Regions from separate parts of the Mus musculus genome. Here region 1 is linked to region 2. The links are chromatin contacts, called in public HiChIP or PLAC-seq maps. All regions are on one chromosome and are shown on one strand. The core of a region is the stretch at or near the end of the contact, and the rest is flanking DNA. Distances in the headings are between cores, read along the strand shown. Region 1 overlaps Foxp4 (forkhead box P4). Region 2 holds the start of Mdfi (MyoD family inhibitor).

What was found. HiChIP or PLAC-seq counts read pairs in DNA pulled down with a chosen protein or histone mark.
Region 1: an H3K4me3 HiChIP or PLAC-seq map of embryonic stem cells shows a contact between it and region 2, with 18 read pairs. The contact joins the enhancer-like site here to the promoter of Mdfi in region 2. A contact is called at or near these places in 7 of 39 promoter capture datasets (the C10 cell line, cranial neural crest, embryonic stem cells and 3 more) and 2 of 115 datasets of contacts at active chromatin or transcription factors (both in embryonic stem cells).

Annotation. Positions count from the first base shown.
Region 1 is chr17:47,896,972-47,902,663 of GRCm38.p6, reverse strand. All of the region lies in intron 2 of Foxp4 (forkhead box P4), which reads left to right. Among named protein-coding and RNA genes, the nearest start is that of Foxp4, 25 kb to the left of the region's middle. Within about 2 kb of position 4,098, at least 61 of the 459 cell types and tissues checked have an H3K27ac peak or open chromatin away from gene starts, as enhancers often do. A contact at or near this core is called in embryonic stem cells, where this site is marked.
Region 2 is chr17:47,830,067-47,835,596 of GRCm38.p6, reverse strand. It overlaps Mdfi (MyoD family inhibitor), which reads left to right and starts at 2,306. Exons shown (of 4, transcript NM_001276390.1): 1 at 2,306-2,653. The coding sequence starts at 2,578.

The DNA of each region.
Region 1 (5,692 bases), core at 2,849-5,348, 65 kb before region 2:
GTAAGCCACCACACCTGGCATCTTTTGGGGGGGGGGTGAGACAGGGTTTCTTTGTGTAGCCCTGACTGTCCTGGAACTCACTCTGTAGACCAGGCTGGCCTCGAACTCAGAAATCCACCTGCCTCTGCCTCTGCCTCCCAAGTGCTGGGATTTAAAGACGTGCACCACCACTGCCCAGCGGCATCTTATTTTTTATGTAACATTTGTGAAAGTGTGTGTGTGTGTGCGTGCATGGGTGCACGTGTATATGCAATGTTCATATGCCACTGTGCATTCATTTATGAAGCTTCAGAGAGTTCTTTTCTTCCACCATGTGTGACTGAGGATCAAAGAGTCCTCAGGGATATATGGTCCTTGGGAGTGGGTGGGCAATCTCCTCTCCCTTCTTAAGCAGTCACTGTGGGAAGCAACCCACCGAGTCTGTGCTTTCTGATGGATGGAGCAGAATCACACACACACACACATATATACACACACATATATACACACACAGTATATGTATATGTATATGTATATGTATATGTATATGTATATGTATATGTATATGTATATGTATATGATCACCAAATGTGGGCTGGAGAGGTGACCCAGCAGTTAACATTTGTTGCTCTTGCAGACTTAGGCTTCATTCACAGTACCGGTATGCAACTCAATTATCTCCAACTCCAGTCTCAGGGGATTTGGTGCCCTCTTCTGGCCTCTGTAGGCACCTGCACTCAATATAAAATACACATAATTAAAAATAAATATTAAAAAGATGTACCCCTAGAAGTTTCCGGAGGCCACATGATTCATAGCGCTATTTTTGGACCTCACCACATCTCTTTGCAAAGAGATCTAGGCACAATTTCAATTGTGCCCTGCAGGTTAGAACAGCCACCTAAACTGGAAACTTTCATTAAAAATAAATAAATAAATAAAACCCTTGGGGACAGCAAAATGACTAAGGCTTGCCACCTAGCCTGACAGCTTGAGTTCAATTCCTAGGACCCACAAGGTAGAAGGAACAAATTGACTCTAAAAAGCTGTCTCCTGTGCTCCACACGTGCACTGTGGCTCCTGTACACACATACATACTCACAAAATAAGTAAATACATAAAATGTAATTTCCAAAAGCAAAATAGAAAGCTTGCCACGAGGCATAAACACAACCCTCTGGGTAACTGGGGAGATGTTTGGGTGAGAGAGACAGAATTGTCCGTACTGATCAAGTTTCTGGGCTCTGCCCTGGACAGAGGCCACGACTTCCCATCACAATTCCACGGTCCAATTGTTCCTGTTTGTCTTAAGTACCAAAGTCCTGGAAAATCCTGTATTGGCTTCTTCACAAATAAACCAGGATGGGGATTTGGAGGCCGGCAGCAGAGGTCCGTTTTATCCATTTGGGCTCACCGTGGGCGAAGAGCCCAGGCCCAAGGAAAATATGTGAGATTTTTAAAAAAAAAAAAAAAAAAAAAAAGGAAGAAAGAAAGAAAGAAAGTTTCATTGGCTCTAAAACTATGAAATTTTCAAGTAAAGTGAAACCATAGTCTGAGGGTTGTTCTCCCACTTCTAACAGACAAATGGAGGCTGTGCCCCCCCCCCCCCCGCCCCCAATACAGATGTTATTATTGGTGGGGTAAGCAAACTGGAGAAAAGGAAGTTGCTCTGTTGGGTCTTACCCGCCTTTCAGCCACAAGCAGGAAGTCTCGGAAGACAGCTTTTGGATTCACCCTGTCGTTAAATGTCATTAAGTTACCTTGCCCTCCCTGGGGAGGGGGCCATGTCATTCCCACATCATGGAAGGCAGCACTGACAAGCTTCCGGGTGCCTCCTTCAGGGCTGAGCCCTCCCTCCTCGTGGCTCCCACTACAGGCACCCAGTCACCTACCTGCCTGTGGAAGGAAGAACTCACACACAGTAGCTGCTAAACACATGTGTGAATGCTTGGTGAGCAAGAATACTTCTTGCTTGGCTGTAAGGGTCTCTCTCTCTCTCTTTCTCTCTCTCAAGATTTATTTATTTTATGTATACGAGTGTACTGTAGCTGTCTTAAGAAGGCATCTGATTCCATTACAGATGGTTGTGAGCCACCATGTGGTTGCTGGGAATTGAACTCAGGACCTCTGGAAGAGCAGTTAGTGCTCTTAACCGTTGATCCATCTCTCCAGCCCTGTAAGGGTCTCTTAAACAAGAAAAAGATGCAAGATCCGTGACACGATGAGTCGTTTGCTGAGTAAGCCCAAGCCCCAGAGGCCATAGTGGGAGAAGAAAGTTATCCACGCGCTTACAGCGTGGCACCTGCGCACCGGCTGCACGTACATACACACTAACAGTAAAAATTAAAGAATGCAGAAAACAAAAGTAACTGTAAAGCCAAGTGTAGTCACACATGCTAATAATCCCAGCACCCAGGAGGCTGAGGCCAGAGCATCTCAGGTTTAAGAACAGTCTGGGCTACTTGGCGAGACCCTGGTCAAACCTCAGTGGTCCTGGGGCTCTGGAGATGGCTGAGTGGAGACAGTACATGCATGAGAACCTGAGCTTGGATCCCTGGCACCCACGTACATGTTGGGTGTCATGGGACAAACCTGTAATCCCAGCATAGTGTGTTTTTGGGTGACAGAGAGAGGAGTCCCCGGATACCACTGGCCATTTAGTCTAGGTGAAACTGTAAGTCCCAGGTTCAGTGAGAGACACTGTCTCAAGAAGGGGAGGATCCATAGGGGCCTGGGGGTTGATACAATGTGAATACATTGTATACAGGTCCATCACCCTTGAAGAATAGCTGGATGACATTTAAAACACTAATGTGGTAAAGCAGTTGAGGTAGATATCCCACTGTCAGCCGCTGACCTCAACACAGAAACCTGCACAGGTGAGCAGGCAGGCACACCCATGTAAACACACACACACACACACACACACACACACACACACACACACACAGAGGTGCACAAGCATCTCTGCAGAGCACAGTGGTACATGATGAAGTAGAGACTGGACACTGAATCCCTGTGTCAGAAAAAGGAGCACAGGGAGGGAGGCTCTGCCCACTGCCCTAGGAGGCCACTCTTAGTGCCTGCTTAGAGGCAGAGGCTTGACAGAATAAGTCTGCAGGCCACATTTTGTCATCTTGCCTTCCAGGGTGTCCCATCCCTGATCCCTTTTTTGTGGGTCCCTGTCTGTCTGCTGTGAGTAAACAAATCTAGTCCTGGCCTTTAAGAGTAATGAGTTGAGAGACAGCCAGACAGGGCTGTCAGACATCAGGCGGTGGCAGGACAGAGCAAACAGTGCTGAAGAGGGCAGCCACGTCACTTCAGAGCAAGAGCTGGTGCTCCATCTCCATGCAACCACAGGCTGCGACCTTGTTTAAACAGAGGTGAAGGGGTGACCCGGCTTAGCTGCCAGGCCAGTTCTGGCTGCACAGAGTCCCTTGCTACCTCATTTCAGTATTTCCCAGAGCCTTTATTAGTAACAGAGCCACTGGCATGCCAAGCTCTGTTGTCACTCTGGGGCTCTCCTCACATCAACTGCTGTGCTCTGTGGAGACTCCATCCTGTGAAGGTGGTGTGGGAGGACCACAGACCTTTGGGATCCATTAGCAGAAACACTAGCACAGTTGGTAGAGCGCTTGCCCTGCATACCTAGTGCCATGGGTTCAATCCTCAGCGTAAACTGCGCACAATGTCACAGGCCTATAGCACCTGGACTTGAAAGGTGGAAACAAAAACCTAAGAAGTTCAAGGCCATCTGCCACCATATTGAGTTGCAGGTCACCCTGAACAAGTAATGGTGGAGCCTTATTTTGCCTCTGCTACTGAAAAGGCTGTGTGGAGCCACAGGTGCCCTTTGGGTTTGGGCTGTGAGAGGTGTGCCCCTGGTTTTGGAAGATTTTAGGGTCTGGTCCTGGTGTGCTGGCAGCCAGCTGGACTTGGAGCCAGGCAGGCTGAACTGGCAGGGTGGGGGATTCGGAGCCTCCGGCCACACCGAGCTGAAAGGGCTGGGCCCCCAGCCCCAGCGTTCCCATTGTCCTTGGGTTGCAGGGGTGACAGGTCAGGGAGGGTCACCAGAGGGTTGCCTAGCGTCTGGGAACTCCCCCTTCAGTTGCCACAGCAACCGGGCCAAATCCCACCCTGGTCACATCCTGTGAGGGAGATTCAAAAGGGTTGGGGGGCTCAGCACAGTAATGGGCTTTTAACTCACCCCCTCCAAAGAGAAAGAGATGGGGGGGTTAGGGAGTCAGGGGGTTGGGGGAGGGGAGAAGAAGAATAGAAAGTCTTTTCCTCCATCTGGCCCGCTTCTGCCCAAGCTACTTAGAAGGGCTGGGTGGAAAGAGAGCTTCCAGTGGGGATCAGCCCCGCCCCAGTGCACACTGGCTGCCAACAGTTGTCTGAAGGCTTCCTGCTGGTCAGGGGCCCGTGTCTTCAGGACTCCCTGCCTCATGCACTGAATTCCTCTGCTTCAGCTCTGGTCCCTGCAGCTAACTTCTCTTTGTCCAACTGGAGATGGAGCCCCTCCCCAGAGGAGCTGGGGTGTCCAAAGAGATACTACCCAGGGTACAGTACCCAAGGCACTCACTCACTGTCCCTCAGCTCCAAAAAGGCAGAAAAGGTAGAATTAGTAAGCCAAAGGTCACCCTTCTGCCAAGAGGTAGCCTGCCTCCCTTTAGGAGAAAGGAAAGGACCCAAGGCTTGGGGGAGGGACTCCCCTTTCCATGGCAGAGGATTCATCCCCACTGAGGAGGATTGAGGGGCTGGAGGAAGATTTGGGGGATCTTTTTCACCTGAAGGCAATGGGCTTATGGTAGGGTTGTGGGGGGGGGAGAATTGTATTCTAGCCACCCATAGGGCTCCCCTAAAACCTTCAGTGGGAGCTGGTGTTGCTTTGAGATGCTCTAATAGGAGCCCTGGGGGAAAGAAGGGATCTGGCAGTTTGTAGTCTAATCCCAGTCCCCTATAGAATTAGCTGGGGCCAGGCAGGGCGGAATAGACCCACTTCCAGAGAATTCTACAGCTAAGACAGAGGACCTGACTATGAACCGCCCTCTCCACCTCTGCACTTTCGGCCCTTGTTGGTGTCTAGATACCATCCCTTCAACCATTGGGACTGACATCCTGTCTCTTGCAACACTGTGACACTATGCCAAGCTGGCTCTGACTGTCACTGGGAGCTGAGCTCACCTGTGCTGAAGGATGGGGAACCTCCCAAAGACCAAGTCCTTTCTGTACTGCAGACTCCTGGCTGCTCTGCCCCTGCAGAGGCCGACCTCTGCGCGAAGAGGGAGCCCTCTGTGGAGTAGGCAGGGAGACTCGGCGACTGTACCATGACATGATGTCTCCCACCCTCGAGGGCTCTGCCTGTGTGAGCTTCGCTGGGTTTCATTTTAATGGTTCTAATTTGAGAATGTGCCGATGTCATTTTTACGAGGTTGGTGTAAAACAACAAAAAAAAAAATTTACAGCCTTTTCCAAAAAGCTTGAGAGAGAGAGAGAGAGAGAGAGAGAGAGAGAGAGAGAGAAAGGTCTCCAAGGGAAGAAAAATAGTATTACTTTGGGGGTTTTATAGTCTTTCCCACCACACGATTTTTGCCCCCCACACACACACACACACACCATTCCCCACCACCCCCCGTATAATTTCATCTTTACGTCTCTTCATTGGTGGACAAAGCCTGACTGGTCAAGAACCTGTGTCAGTTCCTGAGGTTAG
Region 2 (5,530 bases), core at 1,057-3,556:
GGGGCAAAGGAGATGGCAGTGGGGGAGGGGAACGAGTCGGAAGAATGACACATGATGAAACTCATTATTTTATATAATACTCTAAGAATTAAAAGTACTAGCAATAGTGGGGCTTAGGGATATACACCTCCCAGCCCTTGGGAGGCAAAGCAAGTGTTTGAGGCTAGCCTGATCTACATAGTGTGTTCCAGGCCAGCCATGGCAACATTGTGAGACCCTGTCTCAAAAATAATATAATGATAAGAAACAACTCGATGAAGCAAGGCATAGTGGTGCTCACCTGTAATCCCAGCATCTAGGGTGCTGTGGCCAGAGGGTCAGGAGGCTCAAGCCAGCTTGTTGACACAACGAGATTCTGTGTCACCTTGATCCCTCCTTACCAAAATGCTGCTTTTTTTTTCTTTTTCAAATACTAGGTACCATACCAAAAGGCTCATGGTGGGAAGATAGCTCAGTGGGAAGAGTGCTGGCCCAGCATACAGGAAACCTCATCTCTAGAGCCCCTCAAAGCAGATGTGGGGCCCAGTAATCAGAGCGCTTGGGAAGTAGGAGCAGCAGCTCATCACAGAGGACTTTGTGGCCACACTGGACTGCATGTTGTCCCAACAACAGGAAGTTCCCGCACCACAAGTACCCTTGTGATACTTGGTACAGTATCACAAATGCTGTTGTCTAGTTCTTCTGATTGCTGTGTCCTCAAAGGGGGCACATCTGTGTGACTAGCGTGCATGAGGTGAAGGTGTTTCTGCACACAGATGTAAAGGTAGACTTCTGACGGGGTAGGGGGGGTGGGGCGCTTTGACATCCTCCTGGACGACCTAGAAACAAAGAGGCTCAAGGATTGCGTTAGTCCCAGAGGCCCTGATCTGAAACAGAAAAACTTAAAAAGGCGGGGCGCTGAAGCTAAGGAGAGACTGGGGAGCTGCTTTTGAAGGCAGGTGAGGCCCGGCCTACCGGCTCAGGTAAGCCGGGAAGAATGCAGCAGCCGCCAAACCCTCCCGCGGGCGCGTCGCAGTGACTCAGCCGCTACCAGGAAGGAGGAGTGCTCCCAAACTCTGCGACGCCCCCAGACAGCAGCCTGACCTCCGAGGCTCTAGGGCGCCAAGTCTCCCGCAGCGAGCATCTAGACGTCCAGGGCGGGACTCCCTCCCGTCCCACTTTCCCCCCAGCGCAGCCACCCCTGCCTATCCCCGGAACGTGGCCGAGGGCGGTGAGAGAGCTGCGGGCGCCGTGGGGGCCACGCGGGTCCCGGCCCCGACGGCGCCCAGAAGACCTACAAGAGCTGTAAGTAGTGACTTCGAGGACTGGGAGGCGACCGAGGGGGAGCTCCATCTTTGGCGTCCCAGCTTTCCTCTCGGTTGTAACGCAGGCTGAGAGGAGGTGTCCTGGCGCCGCCGCCTCCCTAATTAGCTCTGGTGGTGTGGACCCAGACGCCGCCGGGCTTGGAGGCAGCTCAGGTCCAGTGTGAGTCCCAGAGGGACTTCTCACCTGAGAATCACCTCCACGGACCTGCCAAGCCCCACCTGGCTGCCTACAAGCTCCTGGGGTCACTCTGAGGGTCTCCGAGCCCCCCCCCCACTTTTTGGTGACAGTTCCTCCGCACAGCCAGAGCTTACCATACCAGCCGGATCAACAGACTGGCCTCTCCTCAATTCCTTCTACACTCACCCTCGTGTGAGAAAGTTGGAGTGACAGCCTGGTGATGGGCAGTCTGTCTAAAATGAATTCCCGTGTCCAACTGGCACTGGCGGGGATGGCGGGCCTTGGGGGTGTTTTTGGCTGCTATGGGACCAGGAGGCTGATGCGACACCAGCCCAGCTTCCCGGAGAGCCAGTTTCTGACGGACTGAGCCCCTAACTCCAGGCACCCAGCTCCGAAATGGAAATCCAGGACTTGAACAAAGGGCACCAAAAGAACTAGATTGCTCTGATCTTCGGGACAACGCGATTTGAGGGCTACTACTATTCAGACCATTGTCCCAGGATGATTGTGACTTCTTTCTTTTGATATTCTGGAAACTTTTACAAAGTTTAAGACCGAAGGAAAACATGCGGCCCCTTGTGCAAGCCGCGAGGTTCTCCCGGCCCTGGGTAGGCGGAGATCTGGGGAGACTGGAGATCCTGGCTCTGAGCGAGGGGAGGAAACCAGACGAGCTGGCTTCCTGTGGGGGCTCAGGCCTCGGACGCCCCGCGGACAGACGTGTCCTGCCCTGGCAGCAGCGAGTCCCGCACGGGGGAGGGGACGCCTGAGGGGGGCTGAGACAGCGAGGAGGGGGCGGGGACGGGGTGGGCCAGGGAAGAGGGGAGGAGCGAGGGGGCTGGAACGAGAGAAGGAAGAAGGAAGGGGCGATCGGTGGGTGCGAGCTGGCGCTGGAATGGGAGCCAAGAGCGAGTGAGCGGGGAGGGGGCGCGGGCGACACCCAGGTGTCGCATGGCGGGGTCCACGAGGTGACCTGCCTAGGCCAGCAGCGCGCAGCTTGCACGAGTATGCGCTAGGGCACCCACTCCGTTTCCCCACGCACACGCGAGGGAGGCCTGCCCCGCCCGCTGAGCGCTGTTTTCTCCAGGTCCCAGGCCGATGTCCCAGGTGAGCGGTCAGTGCCCTTCTCGCTGCGACGCGCCTCATGGAGTCCCCAGCGCTGCCCTGGACCCAGGTAGGAGCGGGAATGGAGATCGAAGGTTAGACCAGAGTGGTGTGGAGGCTGAGAGAAGTTTTGGGGGTGGGGTTGTTGGTCCTCTTGGAGACGTACAGGCGGATGGCTCCCAGGAGCTTGGGTGGGGGTGGGGATGGGAAGTCTCAGTATTGGGGACCAGGTCCAAGGGGATAAGAGGGGAGTAGAGGGCTAGGGTGAGGAGGCAGGGCCCGGAGCAGGCGGCCATGGCTGTGCAGAGTTGGCTCCAACTCCCCCTAGCCCCAGCTACACACACACACACACACACACACACACACACACACACACACTCCGTGATGTCTGCGATGTCTGCCCATAATATTGGGATTTGTGGCCGAACCATTTCTGCCCAGTGTGTAAATATTTATGAGGGCCTTAGGCGGGGTGTGTGGCAGGGAGGGGGGGGCAGTGTCTGAGTCTCTCTTCTTCCCTTCCCCCAAACTAAGCAGAATGTAGCTGGAGCGCTCTTTGAAAACTTTTGTCTCAGCAACTAGTGGTTAGGAACCTGGCCCCTTCTCTCCTTCTTGCTAGCTGAAATTCCCTCCCGTCAGTCCCTACCCTACCCTATATGGGACTCACGCTGGCACACACACACACACACACACACACACACACACACACAATCTACAACGTAGTAAAATGTCCCTTCCCCCACCTCAGAGGCTAAACTACCCTGATTGCCCCAGGAGCCTACAGACTAAGGAAGAGAGTGTGGTTCCCTGGGGGCACCTCTGCCAATTTAGCCTTCCAACCCCCGGCCCTCACAGTCTAGAGTTTCCTAGAGGCTCATATGGACATCCAGATTCGTTCAGAGTCAGAGTGGCCAGGGTGCAGAGGTGTAGGCCCAGGTTTCCTGACTTAAGCCCCTATTTGGGCTCAGTCAGAGGCCCTGCCTTCCTCCCACCAAAACCAACCTCTCCTTTCCCCAACACTGTCAGTAATGAAAACCCAAGGTCATCCTGGACCTCAAACTCCCATCATGGCCTTGGACACGTTCTTTCTCCTGCTCTAGGCCTGGGTCTCCACCCCCACCTCTCGCCCCTACCCTGAGCCTCCGCCACCCAAGTTTGTCTCTCTGTTTGGGGGATGGTCTTGGCTGCTTGTCTACCTGGCCTGGCCTCTCCCAACTGTAGAGGTGGAAAGTCTCCCAAAACTGAGTGATGCCTGGCCAGTGGAGTCTAATGTGTCTGTGTTCTGACTTCACCAGCCCTAAGACCCTGTTCTGGTAGAGCCTGTAGAGTCTTGATTCAAAACTTAGAATTCTAGGGATACCCTCCTCCAAGGGCCAGGCCCCTTTAGCTTGGAAGGACAGTGGGGAGCAGGGGGTTGGGAGGCCTTTGTGTCCTCTCTCTCTCTCTCTCTCTCTCTCTCTCTCTCTCTCTCTCTGCCTCCCTCTCCCCCACCCCCACGTTTCCATGCTTGTTTGCTTCCCTTATTCGTTTGTCTCTGCGCTCTCCCGTAATGTCTCCTTCCAAGATCCCCTCCCTCGTCTGACCTGCTCTCCACCCAGTGGCAAGGGAGGGGAGCGGAGTGTGCCCAGGACAGGCTGCCGAGTCCAGGGGGAGCTGCTGGGAAGGCTTAGTCCTGGGCTGTAATTTGAGGCCCCCAGAGTTCCAGCAAGCCCCCTCCCCAGCCTGAACTGGGCCAGACAATGCAGCTTTTATAACACTTGTCCTGTTCTGTTCTGCCTGCTACCCAGGAAGCCCAAACCGCAGGAGACTCAGCCAAAACCCCACAGACGCCTGCCTGACTTTGGAGACCAGAATCCCCCTTGCTCCCTGTGTGCCCACAGAACAGTTGGCCATGACACTGTCCCCTAGAGCAAAAGCTGCTGGCTCAATAGCCAGAGAGTGACATGGCCTCCTCTCTCAGGCATCCAAGTTACAGACAGGGCACAAGAGGACTCGGGGCAGCTCTGGTTAGGACAGGTGGCCAAGCACTGAGACTCTGACTCCCGCACTGGCCTCTACCTCACCCATTCCTGACACCCCAAGAGCCTGGCTCCCTAACCCGCAAGATTTCTGCCCAGCACTGGAAAGTTACATTTCTACCTATGGGTCTAAACTTAATTTCCTGGAAATTGAAGCCTTTGGACCTAAAACAACTGGATTGAGCCCAAGTGGCAGCTCAGACCCTCTCTAGTCCTCCACTCAGTGGCCTGGGTCTATGATTAGTGAATCCACACTTGTGACATGGACATCAGAAGAATCTACCTTCTCTTGTCTCTTTAGGGTTCAAAGCCAGATGCCACCCCTAGTCCTTGATGTGGTCCCTTTTCTCCTTTCCCTTATCTGGGGTATTCTGAGTACCAACACTCAGTCACAGACGTGCAGAGGTAAATCCTGACCACCAAGAGGGAAGGGGATGGACGGACAAGGGCCTGGTCTGCAGAAGGCAGGGAGCGCTTCATTGCCAAGTTGTGGGTATAACATGGCTGTTTGGACAAAGGACTGATGTCGCAGGGGTCAGGGAAGCTTTCTGGAGAAAGATATGATGTTGTGGCTAGACCAGGAAGGATGGTGGCAGCATGGTCACGAGGAACTCTATGTACAGAGGGAGTCTGGCCAGAAGCTGCTGTGATAGCCCAAGGGTGTGGATAAGCTAGTCTGCCTGGAACACAAGACCTTTGTACAATCATTGAAGATGTGTGACCAGAGGCTTTGGATGTCTGGTCAGACAGAGAGTGAAATGTGGGGTTCCAGACATCACTCTCTGGCCAGAAGTCCAGATCTTCTCTCTAGAGAGATGGTCATAGCCCAAAGGGCAGGGAACCCAGATCTACTATCTGCAATGACAGTGCTGGGGCCTAAACTTGGAGTCCCAGGACAGGAACTGGCCAGGCTTGAAGTGAACCCATCC